Regions from separate parts of the Danio rerio genome. Here region 2 is linked to region 1. A link is a contact called in public HiChIP or PLAC-seq data. All regions are on one chromosome and are shown on one strand. The core of a region is the stretch at or near the end of the contact, and the rest is flanking DNA. Distances in the headings are between cores, read along the strand shown. Region 1 holds the start of cdk8 (cyclin dependent kinase 8). Region 2 holds the start of gpr12 (G protein-coupled receptor 12).

Evidence for each region. HiChIP or PLAC-seq counts read pairs in DNA pulled down with a chosen protein or histone mark.
Region 2: a contact with region 1 is called in an H3K4me3 HiChIP or PLAC-seq map of gastrula embryo, with 3 times the contacts expected there. The contact joins the promoter of gpr12 here to the promoter of cdk8 in region 1. A contact is called at or near these places in 2 of 4 datasets of contacts at active chromatin or transcription factors (embryo and gastrula embryo).

The regions. Positions count from the first base shown.
Region 1 is chr24:25,393,589-25,396,968 of GRCz12tu, forward strand. It overlaps cdk8 (cyclin dependent kinase 8), which reads left to right and starts at 1,291. Exons shown (of 13, transcript NM_194408.2): 1 at 1,291-1,743. The coding sequence starts at 1,616.
Region 2 is chr24:25,467,850-25,471,294 of GRCz12tu, forward strand. gpr12 (G protein-coupled receptor 12) reads right to left here and starts at 1,574. Exons shown (of 2, transcript XM_005162738.6): 1 at 1,411-1,574; 2 at 1-87. The coding sequence starts at 79.

The DNA.
Region 1 (3,380 bases), core at 41-2,540:
ATTGATTTGATGTTTGGAATGCCTTTTAGACTTTTTTCAAATTAGTATTTAGCTATTATTATTAAGATTACTACTAGTAGTAGTGGTAGCATCAGTAATAATAAAGTTATTATTAGGTTCTTTCTAAATATATTTAGGGTTTGCATCACAAAGATAATTTCATCTCAACTGATGATTTGATGTTTGGAAATGCCTTTTAGCCTTTTTTGCAAATTAGTATTAAGCTATTATTATTCTTTAAATTATTAGTAAGTAGTAGTATAGTAATATCAGTATTATTAAACTTATTATTAGGTTCTTTCTGCATATATTCATGGTTTGGATCACAAAGATAATTTCACTCCTAATGCAGAAAAATTTAATCATTATTTTACCATTTTTATGTAATTTTTTAAACAGTACGTTTTTGATTGAGGGTGCGTTTTATTTGCAATGATGTTTATATCTACCTTTGCAATTAAACATGATTTTTAAAAGTTACTTGCAATATGTTTTTTTCAATATTTGTTATATTGATTATGGTGAGGCAGTTTACATTATAATTACTATATGATAAATCAGCTTAGGGAAATTTTTAATTGTTTAATTATGCTGTTTTCAAATAGTCTATAAGACACTCTTATTGTCACTCTTATGTCCCCTTTGCTTCACATGCACCAACCACTGCACTAAGGTTCCACAGTGAATAATAAACATTGGTAAATAAGTACATTCAATCAGTACCCCACAAGAACACACATTACACCATTTATGGCTAGATATTGATGAAATATTACTTGTTGAGATTTATTAAATAATTTTTTTATTAATTAATTTGAACCTTTATTATTCAGGGGTCGCCACAGTGGAATGAACCAACAACTTATCCAGCATATGTTTTACATAGCAGACGCTCTTCCAGCCGCAACTCAACACCGGGAAAAACCCATATACTCATGCATTCATACACTTATACTACGGCCAATTTAGCTTTTTCAATTCAACTATAGTGCATGTATTCAGACTGTTGGGGAAGCTGGAGCACCTGGAGGAAACCCACATAAACATGGGGAGAACATGCAAAACAAATGTAGGGGGGCACATTTTATGATTGATTTATTACAAGGGACCCCAAGCACCCAAAAATAAGGGTAAACCATTTTTCCCTCCTAAAACTAAAAATCATGCCATAGAGGGTTAAAATGCAAAACATGCTATAAAACTGAAAAACAAATCCATTCCTAAACAAAGGGTTAAAATCCACGTGGTGCGCCACAAAGCCTCGACGTCTGTGGGCTTGGGAACGGTTTCACGACGCTTTGCGACACTGCCGTACGTGGACGCTCAACTCTCCCGGGTGAGATACCGGCTGAGCGGCGCAGTTGCACAGAAATATCAAAGAAAGCGACTGTTAGTCCAATAACACTCTGCACTTTGTGTCGGATCAAAAGCACACTCGCTCTACACGTCGTTTCAGCCGCCCGTGATCGCTCGCGGTAAATGAGGACTCTTTAATCGAGCTCAGAGCGACGCGAGGGAAGGCAACTAATTGTCTAAACGGGGCTTGAAGTAAGTTGCCTCCCCAGCGGCGCTTTAAAGGGAAGCCACAGCCCGGATCCCCAGAATCACGCCGAAAATGGACTATGACTTCAAAGTGAAGCTCACCGGGGAGAGAGAACGAGTCGAGGACCTCTTTGAGTACGAAGGATGTAAAGTTGGACGGGGGACTTATGGCCATGTGTACAAAGCGAAGAGGAAAGATGGGTGAGTTTTGCACGACGGACTTAAATGCAGCGATATGAGGCCTGCGCTCCCGTCGCGTTTTTGACCTCTGAAACACAACCAAAACACACCGAGCGCTTTTGCCCATTGGTTCGGGGTTTTAGAGAGACACGGCAGCTGATGTGAGATTGATATGCAGGGTTCACGGTTTAAACGCAGGCTTATTTTGAAGGGATTGTGGATGTACGTCAGCAGCAGCAGGCACAAGTGTTGTGATTGACGAGGCTGTGCTGTTGTGATGGGAACAGGTGCGGCTGATTTGTGGGTTTTTTCTTCGTGATGATGAAGACGAAGATACTTTTTACGAAGGCTTGTTTACACCGGTAAACCCGAAGCCTCAATGGAGCATTTCTGCTACAGATTGACTCCTGGTATTAGTGGCTCTGATGTTGATGCATGTTTTATGTCAGTGGTTCTCAAAGTGGGGTTCGCCGGACAATGACAGGGTGTCGCTTGCGGATTTCCAAAAGTCAAATAAATTTATTAAACTCTTACAGGATATCCGCAAAGTCTTAATTGTCAAAAGCAAAATTTTAGCCCCTAAACAGTCTTAAATCTACTGAAATGTTGTGTTTTGTAGGTCTCAAATCTATTTTAACAGGTCTTAATTTTCTTTGTTCATGTATAGTTAACCGATCTAGCCATTAACATCAATGCAATCACCAACAATCCACATCAATTAAACGTAAACTTTTAATTTAAAAATAGCATTTAATTACTTTCTTTACAGTAACATACATTTGATTAAAAGTTCTCCATTTATTTACTGCTGAGGATACTGACCTGGCCTACATATTTCTATTATTATTTATTACTATAGACTGAAGTAATTGACAGCTATGTTTTGTTCTGTTCTTGGTAAGGGTTATAGGGTTTGTGAATGGATAGATTTGACAATTAATACAAAAATAATAAAACACAATTATTATTATTGTATGTTTAAATGTATACAATTTTCATCATTTTTGATAGGGCTAGAGAAAATTTCATTCATAATGGTCTTAAAAATGTCTTAAAGTCTACAATTTAACTTGGTGAAACCTTCTATTAGAATTACCGTAATTAACCATAACCCACAGAAGATAAAAATAGTAGGTTATTGTTACATAAAAAAGCAACAACATGCAAATAAAAAGCCATCAGCCTTTTAATTTTTTCTTGTTGGATTGGTGCGTTTATTTTAGATGAACACAACAGTAATAGCATCAGCTGCAGCAGATTGATTTCATATCACCACCTTGATCTTGACATATCTCTGACTCTGACAATTTTGTGGCAATTGAATACATTAAAATATATACAGGCTACTGACAGGCTGGTCTCCAAAATTAAACCAAGAACAGACTTGTGCTTAAAAACACCGGTCTCATTAGGTGAGGTTAGTATTAAACACATTCATAAATGACCATATAAATTATAGCCTATGGTTGTTAGACTGTTGCAGTTTTTTGTGTTGTCAATATGCTCGTGTTTAACAAGGCCTATTGTTGTGTGTACAACGTTTGTATATTTATAACCACCTCCGATGAATCTGGGGATCATGAGCATTGAGGGAAAGTGTCAACTTGTTGTGACATGCTCCCTATAGTGTTTACCATCAAAATTTTAATATTCGGTCT
Region 2 (3,445 bases), core at 324-2,823, 75 kb after region 1:
CTATGCTCCCCGCGCCGCTGCTGCCCCAGGTGGGTTCTTGAGCCAGCCAGCTTGGAGAAACTGACACCTCTTCACTCATTCTGCCTCCTGTTTGAAATAACACACACAGACAAACATAATGAGCACTAGTCTAAAGAAGGGGATAAATCAACATAACACAACACAAGTATAGTCTACAAACATGACAATTCCTATGACGTTTTCCTATTAGAGCACAAGAGAAGACATTTTACAGTCATGTTGACTTCTGTTGTAGTTTCTGCTGATTTAATGGATGTCACTGAGGCATGCTTTGACACCAAAATTCTTCAAATTATCTTGTTTTGTGTTGCAAAGAAAAAAAGGCCACAAGGTTTAGAATGAAATGTTATGGTAAGTAAATAATGACAATATTTTTTATTTTGAGATATTACTTTTGAATATTAAGGATTATTTTGCACCACAGTTTGGGGTTGTGGTGGCCAAAGCTTAATTGTATGGATGTATAAATCCTAACAACCTAACAATAATTAAACTTAGACTTAAAATACGTAATAAAATGATTATTATTTATTATTGTTATAATGATTATTATTAGTTCCAATTATTTATTGGATTTTTTATGCATTTATTTCTCAAATATTACAAATTAGTTACTATGAAATATTTTTCTTAATTTTTCAAGAGAATTTAGTGCTGGAAAAATCTGAAAAATGTAATTTAAAAAAGAAATATGTTGCTTTATATATAATTATAAAATAAATATTACTGCCAATTCCATTCAAATGCAATGTTTTGTATATTTTAATACATATTTACCCTAGATAGGTTAACCACATGATTTCAATATTTTTTCCACATTAAAAATTATTGCGAAAATAACATTAACACAATGCATTCACACTAATACGCATCCTGGAAAACACAAGGCTTGTATAACCATATGTAACTGAAATGTCTACAAAACTATCTGATAATAATTTTCACAGAAGCAATTGTTCACTTAAATTACATTACTTCTCGGTTACTGTCTTAACAAAGAACAAAGAATCTAATTATGATCAATTACAACACATTTCACCTCACCGTTATTAAAGCTGCACATAAGCAGCAATTATTGAGATACTTTTGAATACAATGGTGGAGAATGAAGAAAAAGGGAGGGCCCTGTTGAGTGCTGATATTAAATAAAGGCGGGTTCCTGCTTATAAAGGCGCCTCTGCATCAGATCTCTCACATATGGACCCTCAAAGCACATTTTCACTGCAATCAGATCCTGCAAGCACTGCTTCCTCTGAATCCCTTCAGCTTTTCAATAACGCTGTAGCACTTGCTGTGTAAAAAGGATTTATGTGCAGTAATATGCAGAGCATAACGATTTCAGATACAGCCGGTCCCCTTCAGTAGCTCCCCATCTGGAGTCTTTCCTACCTTGTCTGTTGGAGGAGATGCGTCTGTTTTAGATGTTTCCGTGTCTCTCTGATCTTTCCATTGTATTTAATGGCAGCGCTGTCGGCAGGTGCAGCGCGGCGCGGGCGGATGGAGGCTGTGATGATGATGATGAAGATGAAGCCGGACCGGAGGATCTTCACAGCAGCAGCAGCGGCTCCTCTAGCGGCTCTTCGCCGTCTGCACGAGCACCAACTGCGGCTGTGCAAAAGGCGCTGGGAGGGGTGAGCCTTCCTCCGCGCACCAGAAGGTCCTGCCACCTATTTTATCTGCTGCGCACAAAATAAAGTATGCGACTGGAGGTTTAATGGGTTCATTCGTCAACACGTAAACAAATGGTCATAGCGTTATTTTATTTCATTTTGGTAAAAGAGAACTCCTTAAATGTTGATTGTTCAATGAACAGTGTACTCTGATATATTATAAACATTATTTTAATTAATAATATGATAAACAATTAATAAAAAAAAAAAAAAAAAAAAAATATATATATATATATATATATATATATATATATATATATATATATATATATATATATATATATTTTTTTTTTTTTTAAATTTTTAATTTTTTTTCTATTAATTAACAGATCACCATATATCAAGATTGCCAGGTGTCTTTTAAAGTATAAAGTAAGGTATCACCATTTGAAGCATGTATAAAGATGTTAATAAACATTCACAGATGAATCACTGTTAATGTAGGTTATATGTTTTACTTACTCCCAGGGTCGTTTTTATCAAAGTGATATTAGCCGCACCATGTTGGTGTTTCGTAACCTCTAGTTTTTATGAGGTGGGTCTTTAGACAAACGCTCAACACCTAATCTGGAGAAACAGGACATACACTACGGATGGTTTATCTTACCTAATTCACCTATAGTTTAATGGGTTCATTCGTCAACACGTAAACAAATGGTCATAGCGTTATTTTATTTCATTTTGGTAAAAGAGAACTCCTTAAATGTTGATTGTTCAATGAACAGTGTACTCTGATATATTATAAACATTATTTTAATTAAAATTTGATAAACAATTAATAATAAAAAAAAAAATATATATATATATATATATATATATATATATATATATATATATATATATATATATTTTTTTTTTTTTTAATTTTTAATTTTTTTTTCTATTAATTAACAGATCACCATATATCAAGATTGCCAGGTGTCTTTTAAAGTATAAAGTAAGGTATCACCATTTGAAGCATGTATAAAGATGTTAATAAACATTCACAGATGAATCACTGTAAATGTAGGTTATATGTTTTACTTACTCCCAGGGTCGTTTTTATCAAAGTGATATTAGCCGCACCATGTTGGTGTTTCGTAACCTCTAGTTTTTATGAGGTGGGTCTTTAGACAAACGCTCAACACCTAATCTGGAGAAACAGGACATACACTACGGATGGTTTATCTTACCTAATTCACCTATAGTTTAATGGGTTCATTCGTCAACACGTAAACAAATGGTCATAGCGTTATTTTATTTCATTTTGGTAAAAGAGAACTCCTTAAATGTTGATTGTTCAATGAACAGTGTACTCTGATATATTATAAACATTATTTTAATTAATAATATGATAAACAATTAATAAAAAAAAAAAAAAATATATATATATATATATATATATATATATATATATATATATATATATATATATATTTTTTTTTTTTTTTTTTTTTTTTTTTCCCCCAACTATTTATTGTGTTTACTGTGTTTTTTTTATTATACGTGTATGTTCTTTTTTGTTTTAATGTACACTTTATGTTGGGAGTGAATTTTAAAATGAAACAAATGTTATGTGTTTCGTTGAATAAGTTCGGGAATAGTATCAGAGGCCCGCGAGGGGAGAGGGGTCTGGCTGCAGACTCGGTGCAGTGCAATCTGGGCTGCATCCAATGCTTTTTAATGGGCTCACCTAACCCCACCCCTAACCCTACCCATCACAGTGACATCACTAGCTCCATTTGAGTGCCTTTGTGTCTGACATTGCATCGCTG